Linked DNA regions of Pan troglodytes: region 1 is linked to region 2. The links are chromatin contacts, called in public Hi-C maps. All regions are on one chromosome and are shown on one strand. The core of a region is the stretch at or near the end of the contact, and the rest is flanking DNA. Distances in the headings are between cores, read along the strand shown. Region 1 has its middle 320 kb from the start of SOX11. Region 2 has its middle 220 kb from the start of SOX11.

The links. Hi-C and Micro-C count contacts between places; a contact is called where the count stands out from the background.
Region 1: a Hi-C map of stem cell-derived neural progenitor cells shows a contact between it and region 2, with 2.3 times the contacts expected there. The contact joins two enhancer-like sites. A contact is called at or near these places in 2 of 7 Hi-C or Micro-C datasets (induced pluripotent stem cells and stem cell-derived neural progenitor cells).

Annotation. Positions count from the first base shown.
Region 1 is chr12:117,496,784-117,503,358 of NHGRI_mPanTro3-v2.0_pri, reverse strand. No RefSeq gene overlaps it. Among named protein-coding and RNA genes, the nearest start is that of SOX11, 320 kb to the right of the region's middle. Within about 2 kb of position 1,943, at least 7 of the 24 cell types and tissues checked have an H3K27ac peak or open chromatin away from gene starts, as enhancers often do. A contact at or near this core is called in stem cell-derived neural progenitor cells, where this site is marked.
Region 2 is chr12:116,954,921-116,961,057 of NHGRI_mPanTro3-v2.0_pri, reverse strand. No RefSeq gene overlaps it. Among named protein-coding and RNA genes, the nearest start is that of SOX11, 220 kb to the left of the region's middle. Within about 2 kb of position 4,612, at least 8 of the 24 cell types and tissues checked have an H3K27ac peak or open chromatin away from gene starts, as enhancers often do. A contact at or near this core is called in stem cell-derived neural progenitor cells, where this site is marked.

The sequences.
Region 1 (6,575 bases), core at 694-3,193, 540 kb before region 2:
TTAGGGCTGAATACGAAATTAGAGTGTTGTCTCCTGAACACTAGTTGAAATGTGCATGTTATTACAGTGGCAAGGAGTCTCTTAAAAATGAAAAACAAACAAAAACAACAACAACAAACTCCCTTTCTAAAATCTAACCGTCCACCATCTTGCTGGTTTATAATTCTAGAATCTAAGGGTTCCCATCTATCAACTCAAAAGCTTTCTGTTGACCAAAATCCCAAGGGAAAAGGGTATACAATAGAAATAGTATGGATTAAGACAACGTAGTGATTAATAAAAAGAAACATAATGAAAAAAACACCGGTTTTGCCAATGATTTACATTGTAAACCTCAAAAGCCACTTATTTCTCAGAGCCTCAGTTTCCTCTTAATGAAATCAGAGTATTTAACCCAATGAAGCTGACATTTCCTTCAAGTGCTTCAATGCTCAGTGATTATTATAGCCTATAGTTCAGTGGGGGGAGGTAAAGAATCACAAAAGAGAAAAAGTAACCATGTATTAATACAAGTGCTTAAAAAATACTTGCTGGTTAAATAAATAAAGAAGAACATGATATACTTCCAAGTTTTTTTGCAAATGAACCTTCCTTTAATTATAAGCTGAAGTAATCCAAGTACTCCTGTGAAGAATTGTATGCATGCCTAAAATGCTATTCTTTTAGTACTAATTGCCAGTTGTTTAATCACTTTTAAGATTTTCTTTTATGTGTCGGTCATATTTTTATAAATGCCCTCTGTGACAGAAAACTGTCATCCCATGTGGATTTGATTGCACTGTAAGGAAAAACCATTCAAAGAGAGATAATGGAGGTAAGTTACTCTTTTCTTACTTGACTCCCGCTCGTTAACTGAGTCTGAACCAGAATTTTTAAAGTTGTTTATAGCAGTGAGGGCAGAGTTGAAACCAGCCATGTACTCCTTGCTGAAGCCCTCAAATGCCCCGGAGCTTAATCTCACACCCTTGAGAGGCTAAAAACGTGTCTGCGAAATTGAACTGGAGATCATGCATTTTAACTAGCATTTTAATAACTTTATTGCTCATATTAAGAAAAACTCCATTGATATGCAGATTGTGTCAATACTTCTTTTGCTAAAAGTTGTGAACACTTTGGCAATCACAAATGAAAGCATTAAGACAGAGAAGATGTGAAGCAGGAACTCTCCTGATTATATGTCATTCTATTTCTAACATCTGTAAGTATCTTACATACTGAGCATTATGAATGCCTTTGAAGGCTCTGCAAATAATTTTCCAAACTCCATGAGAAGGGAGAGTGTCAGGGAGAGGGTTTGAGGCTGGAGTCCGGAGCTTCTGCCTGTCTCTGACAGTAGTACACCTTATTAACACATATGGGCCAAACAACAAATTATTTAACTTATGGTTAAAAAGCATAAGAGACTACTTTACAAAAAACAATGTATGTAGTAGTTAATAAAACTTCAAATGATGTTTACCGCATACCGTTGTGGAATAGCTATTCAGATCAAGTTAAAAATTGAAATACAAAAACAAACCAGAGAGAGAAAGAGAGAGAGAGACAGGAAAAGCCCATCCACTGAATCTCCAGCATTCCTGCATGGAGTTTAGTAAGGAAAGAGCACATGTCGCAAAGCAAAGACATTGCAGTTCCAACAACAAAAGTAAAACATCTTATTTACAAAAGACCCCTTTCCGGCTGTTGTGAGTGAACCTGTGTTTGTGAGAAGCAGCGAAGAAGCTCTAAAGCCCACACTTTTCTCCCCTTAAACGGCCATCACAGCATCGAAGTTCCAAAAGGGGACACCTATTACAGGCCTCTAATGATTATTTTTTTAAGTGCACTTTACACGTCTTCCCACAGCCCTAGTGCTGTGCTGGAAAGATGATCCCTTTCCTGCCTGTCAGCCACAGGTACAGAATGCCCCTTGTCCAGACCCAGGAGAAACAACAGGAGCTGTTGAACTCTTTGCCTTGAGTCTTCCCTGAGAGAATGCGCCAGGCTTTGTCTTCCTTGGGACAAAGCTCCTCTCTCCCAGGGGGCCGGGGTGCCACCAAACCATGGCATGGATTTAGATTCCATGGGATTGGAGTTCATTCAGAAAATTGGTTTTAGGAGCCTTATCTAACATTTCCAAGCAAGAACCCCAAAGGTCATCCTGCCCTTCTGTAGGGAGCCCAAGTTGTAGAAACAATCCCAGAGGAGAAACATGTTTTCTAACTTCTGTGACTGCATTGTGGGAGGCACTGCTCACTGTACACCCGGCACATGAGGGTAATTAGGTGATCCTCTTACTTGTAACCCAAAGAAGAGATTAAATTAATGAATAATACATACACAGAGTTCCCTTCGTCTTAAATGTGTTTTTACAAAGAGGATAGTACTCACACAGATTTATAGAAACTACCTATGGGATTTTAAAGATAAGTAAAGTTGTGTATTACTTCCCAAATGTGGGAAAATTTGGATGGAATTAAGACCTCAAAACTATTGGTGCAATGCAATGTGTCACCTCTCAGTAGAAGAAAAATGTGACTAGAAATAAGAAAGACAGAAGGCTTTCTCATGTAGTAATTTTTTAAAAGTACATTTTCTTTAGTATCCTTACAAGATTCCTAACTGTTTAAGACCATATTCTTTCTTCAGGTATTCATCTTGCAGATATTTGCATGTTTTAACATAGGTGTCTCCACCTATTAAAATAATAGGATGTATTTTTTCTTAAGCTTTGCTGTGATTAAATGCAAGAGTCACCTATTTCAAATCAGGTTTAAAAACCAAGAGTAGGTGTCCTCAGAAATCACAAATTCTGGGGTATAATGAAATTGAAGTTGTAACATTGCCTCGTAAAAGTTGTTTCTGAAAAAGGCGGGACTTCCAAAGCATTTCTCCTGCAAATGTTTTCTATCATAGGCCTTTCTTTGAGGAGTAAAGGAAGTATTCTCACCCATGCCTCTGGAAATGAACGCTGAAACTCCTGAAAGGTTCCCTGATGCTTCCTTTCATGTTTCTCTCAGGAAGCATTGACTTGAGCACCTCCTCTGTTCACGCCACTGTTCTATTAATACTTGCTACAAAGACACAGATGAAATGGGTAGCTCTCCAAATACAGAGAAAAATATGCAGAGAAGAGTTTACGGATTTATTTTAACCACTTGCCAGACACTTTTAAACATGTCCTGTAGAACAGGCTGGGAAATTATTTTTAAGGTCGCTTGACAAACGAAGAAACTGAGGGAAAGCCATTAGATACCTAACATTCACAGAATCCATTCTGCAAAGCTTGGAATCCATATGGGCTACAGTTGCAGGTTCTTTCCAGACAGTAGCCTGCTTCGAGGTTAAAAAAAAAAAAAAAAAAGAAAAAAAACGAAGCCTGCCTGACTTCTTGAGCCATTAATTAATCCCTTTCCTTTGCAAGGTGGTCCTTCTACGGTCTCCAGCAGTTCAAATGCTTCCCGGAAGAGGCAGGCGCTTATCTTTCCTATGGTGCTACAAAGCTCTCACAGCAGTGCCAAAGTCCAGTTCTCCCATAAAAGCACCAATGTAGAAAGCAAACCTTTAAACAGCTTCCAACCCAACGTGAAAGAAAAAATAACCTTATTCTTACTCCTCCCCCCATTTCCTCTCCAACTGAGCTTCTCACTGCAAGCCTGTTAGGTTCTCATTCTATTTCTCCTCTTCATTGTTTTCCCCGGTGCTCCTGCATGTGCGCACGTGTGTGTGTACATATACACTAGTATCCTCCCACATCCCAAATACCAAGCCCTTCCTTCCCCTCATTGAAGGACTTTTTTGAATTCTGATTCAAGCAGGAAGCTTACCCAGACCAGGCCACCCGACGAGACTTTCTATTTTTACTCCTACTTTTGTTATACCATTAGACCCTATGATCTATTTCAACTTTCAAAACCTATTTCAAAATAAATAGGATCCCCTCATGCCCCACCATAAAGGTTGTGAGAAATCATAAAATATAGGTAATGGAATTAGAGTAACAAGTTAACATGTAAGATCACTTAACATTTCAGATGATGTGTGTATGTTTTTGGGTGTCTGTGTGTGTGTATAAAATGTATGGGTGTATATATAATGGGTGTATATGTAATTTTATAATACACATATAAAATGCCATCACATGCTACATAAATATGAGCTGTGTCAACTGCATCAGGCAAGAGCCCCCTCTGATAGTGCACAGCTTACAGGGCAGTCAGTAGATGTGGCTTTGTCATTCTTTGTGGTTTACTGTGGGGTGAATTGAAAATAATCTTGAAGGCCAGGCGCAGTGGCTCACATCTATAATCCCAGCACTTTGGGAGGCTGAGGCGGGTGGATCACCTGAGGTCTGGAGTTCGAGACCAGACTGACCAACATGGAGAAACCCTGTCTCTACTAAAAATACAAAATTAGCTGGGAGTGGTGGCACATGCCTGTAATCCCAGCTACTCAAGCGGCTGAGGCAGGAGAATCGCTTGAACCCAGGAGGTGGAAGTTACAGTGAGCCGAGATCACGTCATTGCACTCCAGCCTGGGCAACAAGAGCAAAACTCCGTCTCAAAAAAAAAAAAAAAAAAAATTGAAATACAAGTAATTGGCTTGTTAAAAAAAAAAAAAAAGACAACTATGTATTAACAACACTAGCAAAGAAATCAACCTACTTAAGGTAATCTATGCAATTTTGGAAGAAAACTTGTATGAGGAAAATCTCAGGGCGACTGACCCACAGCCCTGGACCGCTCACTCAGCTATGAGCTTTTCATGCACAGAGAATAAACTGTCTTACTTAAGCCATAGTGTTTTTGGATCTCTTTATGACAGTAGCTCAGCCAGTATCTTAACTAACATAGAAATTGGTCCCTGGATGGAAGGTGCTGCTATAACAGAAATGAAACTAAAATAAGTGACTTCGGTGTACTAGTTACATGGAAGTGAGTGTAAACATGAACTTGGTACACTGGTGAATCAGTGTTGCCTAAATATGACAAAATATTATCAAATTAAGAGAATATCAAAAAAGTCAAACTGGCATCTAAAGTAACTCAAAATACTGAAAATGTATCCCTAAGAAAGAATTGGGGAAATTCAGAATATAGGTATGCTCCTTAATTTTGTTACTAATAATGGTCAAAGCGAGAGATACGTGTTCAGGTTAAAACATGTTAATCTTCAAGCAGAGATTAATAAAGTGAAGAGAGCACTCTTCAATGGTATTGTTCTGCCCAACAGCCTAAGTGGATTGAGAGTTCAGAAATCAGGATGTCTAGAGGGTATAAGAGAAGCACATTGGTATTTTCCCAAGACCAACTGCGTCTCAGATGTTGTTGTAGGAAGTGTGGATACATAGTTAACTTCTGCAATTAATCTTTACTTCCATTTCCTTCACCTTGATAATAAGGATAATAATGTTTATTTTATAAATCATTGTCAAGTTTAAATAATGTAAAGAATACTGCACCGCCCTTGGAATAGGTAGAATCCCCCCAAAAATGTAACTGATTTGTTCCCATATTCTGCTTTCCCAGGCCCTGCATTGTTCCTGTACTTCTAGCACATGTGTCTGCCCCTGAGACCCGATGCATTTGCACAATCTGTGCCTCTGCTTCTAGATGGACCTAACTGGAACCACGTGCTCCTGTGCATTCAATGGCGCATCGGGTATGGCTGCCTGTCACTTATCCCCAGAATCCTTGTTCTATGTCGTCTCTGTCCTCACCATGTACTTTGTCTTCCCACTTTGCAGAGTCTCCCAGCTCTGTTGCTGTCCTTGTCATCTTCCACAGGTGGCCCTGTTCTCTGCACTGTGTGCCTGGCCTGGGGGACTGTGCATCCCCCTCTCCTGACCATTTATGGAAAGGAGCACCTGTTCCTCCCAATAGGACCTGCCCAATTTCAGTTCCTTGAGCTTTCCTGGTTGGGCTGATCTGCATTTCCACAAAGTGTTTTTCTGAGACATGGGCCTCAGCTCATGCGAAGCATTTTCAGCATAAAGAATACTGGTCGGGTCCATCTGGTAGCATTACATATTCAAGGTTCTGCATGATTTGAATGAAACATGAAACAATAAATTCATCCACTGCCTAGAAACATCTGGTCTCTTTTAATAAAATCCTACCACTTGGCTGTCTGAAACAAGACTATTTGTATCCAACATGTATGCTGAGAGTTCTTTTATTTTTTTCCCTCTCTCCAGCTGCAAAGCCACATGAGAAGTAAACATGCTCTTTCATGTTATTCTCCATTGAATAGGATCTGAAAGTACTTCCCAACTTTCTGAATAGACTCAGAATGTTCAAGGAACTTCTCACAGATTTGTATCAAAAACCTATAATACATGAAACGTGAGACTTCCCTCAAAATACTGCCTTTTGACAAGTGTCAAAGAGAAAATAAATCCTATAGATTGTGACCCTGAATTGTCATTAAATTTGTGTTTACTGCCTGGTTTCCTCAGTTTCCAAGTTGAGTATGCTCAGGTAAAAGGCATTGAAAGTGCTAAGTCTTCTTCCATCTAACAACATGTTAAGTATTTGGAGATAGATGCAAATTATCACCTCGGACTTCAAATGTTCCATTGTAATATTTTTATTAAA
Region 2 (6,137 bases), core at 3,363-5,862:
TAAATTAGAAAAATCACTGATTCTCAAACTATTAAAACTAGAAGAACTATTTGGAATTATTTAGCTCATTGTTTTACAATGTTAAAGTATTTTCTTACGGTCTTCATATATTTTTTCCATACCTTGATTCCCTAAATACAGTATAATGATTTCTATTTTTTAAAAATCAGTTCATTTTTTATGTTAAAGAAATTTACTCTTATCTTACGCAATAGTATCCATTAAATCCTGGATTTAATAAGCTAGTTTTAAACTTTCAAAACACACACACAAACACACAATTTTTTCCGTTGAATTTGTCTATGACCACCTGAAAATAGTATATGTATCTCTCTAATAAACATACTACAATTTGAGATATGGAAATACAATATAAACTTTTTGTGGTACAGACTAGCCAATTAAGGCTTAGTGAGCATATTCAAGAAAAAAAAAATATCCCATGGCCCAGTGGAAAATCTTAGGCTTAAAAAATTTTTAATTATAATCCTTACCCTGCCATTTCCTACCTCTACCTCTTTGACTAAGTTACCTAAAAATCTGTGAGCCTCAGTTTTCTTATACATAGGAATGACATTTAAGCAACAACCTAGCCCATACAACACTCCTGAGGACTAAATAATCCCAAGAAGGAGGGGTTATAATGGGTTTGTGATGGTGACAGATGACATAGATCATTGTAAAGATTGTGGATTTTATTCTGAGATAGAAAGCCATCCCTCAAGGTCACAAGGGCAGTTATTGACAGATGACAAACAAAACCAAATTTCCCTACTTCTCAGTTGAATGACCTGGGTGCAAAATGTACTAAGTTAGTTAGATGTTAAATAAACTAGTGTCATTTATCCGTCTTCAATGAACTGAGTTTTTATAAGACTTTATCTAGCCAATAATGTTCACAGAGCACAGATAACTCTCTTTCCTAATGAAAATACATAGTGTATTATTGTATGAGGATCAATGGTTCCCTAATTTTTTTCTGACATGGTTGCTTCATTGCAATTTATCTCTGCAGCAAAAGGTAGAATGATTGGTTCCTTTCTGATTTTTCCTTTCAATCTAACATATGGTTCTGTTTAAATGTGTCCATGTTTGCAACTTACAGTTGACGTTTTTGGCACTCAGAATAGTATCTTGCAATTATACTTAGTTTAGAAAGAAGGGTTTGCTTTAACAGCAGAATGCATGAAATAAAAAAGTTCAAGTCAAATTTATTGGCTGCTGAGAGCCCTCCAGAATGTAGACGTCTGGTCTGGGGGAACTCAATGGATTTCTGTTCTTGGTACATGCACCCACTTATGTGTTCATGTCCCACCCCCCATCCTCACAGCCATTACATGAAAGCATCTGAGTGTTGTACAAGGTTAAAGCTTTTTGTGTTAATCTATCCCATATGGAGCAGGTATTAAACAGACAGCAAATTCAGTCAAAGCCTGGGGCAAGCATGCATTTGTAACTAGGGACACTGTCAAGGGACTTTTGTAGCAAAGAATACTGGGGGGGAAACAGAGAAAAGAGCATATGGAAAGTAGAAAAGTACCTCCCAGGCTAGACTCAGCCTGCAAATAATTGTATTTGTGAAGACTCTAAACTTCTTACTGTGGTCATAGTTGACATTTACAAACACTTGGGGAAGGGGTGCTCCTCCTGCTTCACCATGCCCATGAGACACAGAGTTACCCAATTTCTGAGCCTAACTGCAGAAATTAAACCCAGAAATAACAGTGATTCAGCACAACTCAACAGTGTCCCAGCACCAGATCCTGGACACACGGAAATTAGTAAAACAAAGGAGCTCTGCAAAAGTAGTAGAAAGGCACATGTCAAGCTCTTCGCCATTTAAGCGAAAAGATTTTATGTTTTAAGTACTGAATTTTGAGCAAATGAGAGACTGACTGAGAATTCTTGGTGGTTAGAATATCTATATCAAAATCAACATGTGACCAGGCCAGTTCATGACGTATATCAGACAATGGAGATCTGGAATAGACTCAGAACAACAAAATTGTGGGAAGCCAACTAGAGGAGACACTGGCACTGCTGACCCTGGTTCAAGGGCAGGTTGATCCCCCAGGATGGAGGAACTGGAAGTCAGTACCAAAAGACAAGCTAGGCTTGTTTCTTTCTATATCTTTTTACAAACGTTTTTGCTTACTTATAAGATTTAAAGTGTTCTAAAACATGGATACAGTTCTTCTGGGTGTTTTTATCCTCTGCTTGTGTGTACAAGATTCTTAAAGGACTCTTCTGGGTGACATAATCCTATCATCTATTCATGTAGATCTCATGCATAGAATAAGCCCAAGCAAAGCCTGCAAAACCATTTATTAAGTGGAATGCATGGCCAGGGAGGTTTGAGAAGAGGGAGAGTTTGGGGTTAGATGATATCTAAAATCTCTTTCAGCTCTGAGTCTATTATTCTATGAGAGGTCTCTGAGCTCAAAAAACCTCGCAAACATCAGTGGCCCGGCTGGACCTCTACCCTGCTACCCAGATGGCAACCTAGTAGGAGACCACCTTCTGAGTCAGCCAGATCAACCTTCTTCTTGTTGACAAATACTGAGTAGCCACTCCATGCCAGGCACTGAAGATACAAAAGTGAGCAAAACCAACATAACCTTTGTGTTCTCATGGTGTTTCCATTGTAGGGGGGGATGCAGACATTGTTCAGTAATCACTGTAAGAGTGTGTATTAAAAGTGATATAAGGCCGGGCATGGTGGCTCACGCCTGTAATCCCAGCACTTTGGGAGGCCAAGGCGGGCAGATCACGAGGTCAGGAGATCGAGACCATCCTGGCCAAAATGGTGAAACCCTGTTTCTACTAAAAATATAAAAATTAGCTGGGTGTGGTGGCGCATGCCTGTAATCCCAGTTACTCAGGAGGCTGAGGCAGGAGAATCGCTTGAACGAGGGAGTCAGAGGTTGCAGGGAGCCAAGATCGTGCCACTGCACTCCAGCCTGGTGACAGAGCGAGACTCCATCTCACAAAAAAAAAAAAAAAAAAGTGATATAAAAGATCCAAATGAATCCTATGTGTCATATAATAAACTTGGCCTAGATTAGGCAATCAGGGAACGATGTCTAGGGGGAGTGATATTTGAGCCAAAATCTGAGGAACAGGGGTTAACTAAAGGAAGGAGGAACGTGAGTTTCCGGAGAGATGAAACAAACATATGCAGGGGAAGAACGTGACATCATAAAATCTAAAGGAAGGCCAGTAGGCTGGAGGAGAAATCCTGACGGGCAGAGGCAATGAAGTGTCTAAGATGCAATGTGGGAGCCAGGCTGGTCCACTTAGGGACTCAGGCCGGGAAAGAGATTCTGCCCCTGAATCTAAGTGATAATGAAGAGGCGCTGTAGGTTTTAAGTTGAAGGTTAACTTAGATTTGAATTTGAAAAGACCAATTTGGCATTCACTTTCCTAGATGGAACCAAACAGTTTTTGAATCAACTTTTAACTTACACTCCTTAGGTAGGCAATTTTCAAACAATCTTCAAGGCTTGGTGCTTATTTTGCATATAAATGGCTGGGCTAATTTGCGCTGCTTATAGCTTAGACCCAAAGGATGCTGGCCAACTAGGGTTTTCTGGCCTTTCTGTGCAAATTAGCCTCTTTCATTTCCTTGAAGAGTTGAGCTCATTGGGAAAACGCCAGAAGCATCGACAACAGTCAAGGATGGTGTTTGGGGCAGGAGTTTAATTAACTAATAGGAAGATTGACAACAGATGTTGAGAACCTGCAACAGGGGGGACTTCAGATAAGGTACCAGAAATTCCACTTTCACCCTTGATAGAGCACTTAGCCACTTTGGGCTTCTGTTTCCTTGTTTATAAAATAGGATTCTTTCATTCATGCATTTGTTTTTTCTTGTTTTTAAATAATGCCCATTTACCAAATCTTGTGCTAAGCTCTGGAGATACACAAAATAAATAAAGTGTGGGGCCAGGCTTTAAGTCACGCACTGTCACTAGGGAAGAGAAGATCCAATCTTTAGTGAGTACTTACTGCATTCTGACAGTGTTTGGTACTTTCATATGCATTCCATTCTCTAATTCTTACAACAACCAGGGGAGATCATCAGCTTCTTAGCCACACTCTTAGAAATGGGAAAACTAAGACTTAGAGAGAGGAAGTACCTAACCTAAGCTCAGGCAGATGGTAAATGGCAGAGCCAGCTTTCACACTCAAGGCTGTTTGATTCCAAAGCCCATGTTCTTTTCACTGTAACACACTGTAAGCAAGTCATTACAGAACCAAGTGATAAGTGTTTTAGAGGAGGTATGTACAAAGAATTATGGGAGCAGAGTGGGGCGAGACTAATAATAGCTTCCCTGATGTTTCATAGGGCTGTCTGGAGGATCACATGCACTAATGGACTTGAAAGTGCTTTGTAAACTAAAAAGTGCTATATAAATATAAGGGATTATTGTAACCCACATATCCGGATCTGCTATGTGAGGGTGCTGAGTAATTCTCAGTGTGAGAAATACATGCTTGGACTATGGCTATTTAATTCCTTCATTTCCAGGACTTTCTTGGCATTCACTAAACCACAGGGGTGGGTCTGGCAGCCAGCAATCTCACACATTCTAAATGGAAGCTGATGCCTGTCAGCTGTGTGGGGACATTCCTGGGTGCTGAGCACTCAAATGGCACTCCAGGTTTTTATCTCTGAGCTGAAAGGGAAAGGATTGATTTAGCTTGGAGAGCTCCCGAGCAACTCTCCTCCCTCTCCTGCTGTCCAGAACCCAGCAGCCCCTAAGAAGGCCCTCCCATTGCCTCAACTCCCAATGATTTCCTGCTGGGACTGCCCACAGAGATAAGCTCCAGCAGGGGCCAAGCTGAGTCACCGTCTCCACCTTGCGGTGGGGCCCTGGGGAGAGGGATGGCTTGGAGACAGGGCCTGTTTATAATTACAGGGATTTTCCAGGCTACCCAGGATGGGGACAGGGTGGATTGTAAGCAGTTGTGCTCAGTAGCCAGGGAGTGACAATAGGGCTGTGTGACCCAACTTGGAGTCCACTAGGAGAAATGTGTGACCAGGCTGAGAACAGAGATCCTCCCACCGGCCAGTACTGTGGTTAGCATGGGCACTGCCTTTGTGAATATCTATCTATTCACATGGATGGGCATCCTTATTTTTTCTAAGTAGGAAGGCCTATCATCTTATTGTAGACTTAATTTTAAGGCCTCTCTAACTTACTAGGGCTCATGAAAACAGCTCATACTGCTACCCCTGCTGGTCTCTCTGTCTCCTAAACATACAGGTTTGTATCATGAAGACTGGCAGCCCAAGGGTCAGGCCTGGATCACGCAAGCTTTTCCCTCTCCAATGCCTCACTCCTCCAAGGCAAGTCACAGTAGGACAAGCACTGGGGCAGACTTGAGGACTGGAAGAGAGGCCGACTCGCCTCCTTGCTGTCTGTCCTCCTTCTCCTGCTCAGCCACACCCCTATCTCATATGCATGGGGTTTTCACCAGGCTCCCTTGCCCCACAAGTGTATTGACACAACCCTGCCTGTTCCTTATAGTCCACAGAACAAGCATTAGCACCCTCGCCTCAAGGGGTCCCTCTGCTGGTGGAAATGACCCAGAAAGAGAAGGCATCAGAAGCCCAAGGAGAACCCTACCTTTTGGAGGAGCCACGGCTGCAATGAGGAGTTTGACAGTCCCACAAATATTAACCGCGTCCCCACAGAAAGGAATCAGCAAAATCCGAGAAGCAGAAAGGCAGGAGAGATGAGAGCCAGGAGAGAATCATTCCTCATATTTCAAGAAAAGAGACAGCTTTAAGAAGAAGAGGTAGGCAGCGGTTAAATTTCAGATAACATTAAATAGGATGAGGCTCCACCGAAGTTAAACCACTGATGAGTTTTACAAGAACGATATCCAGAACCTGGTGGAGATTTCAACAAACTGAAGTGGGAAGGAAGCAGATATAGACTGCTTTCCCTAGAACTTTGGAGGTGATAAGAATAAAAGAGGAAAATCAGAGAGATCAAGGGTTCTTTTATTCATTTATTTTTAATATGGAATCTTTTCATCATATTTATTGATTGGCAGGTGGTGTAAAGAAAGAGATTTAAGGCATGTCGGAGATAGCATGTTTGGTTGGACTAGTGCAGTCTCAGTTC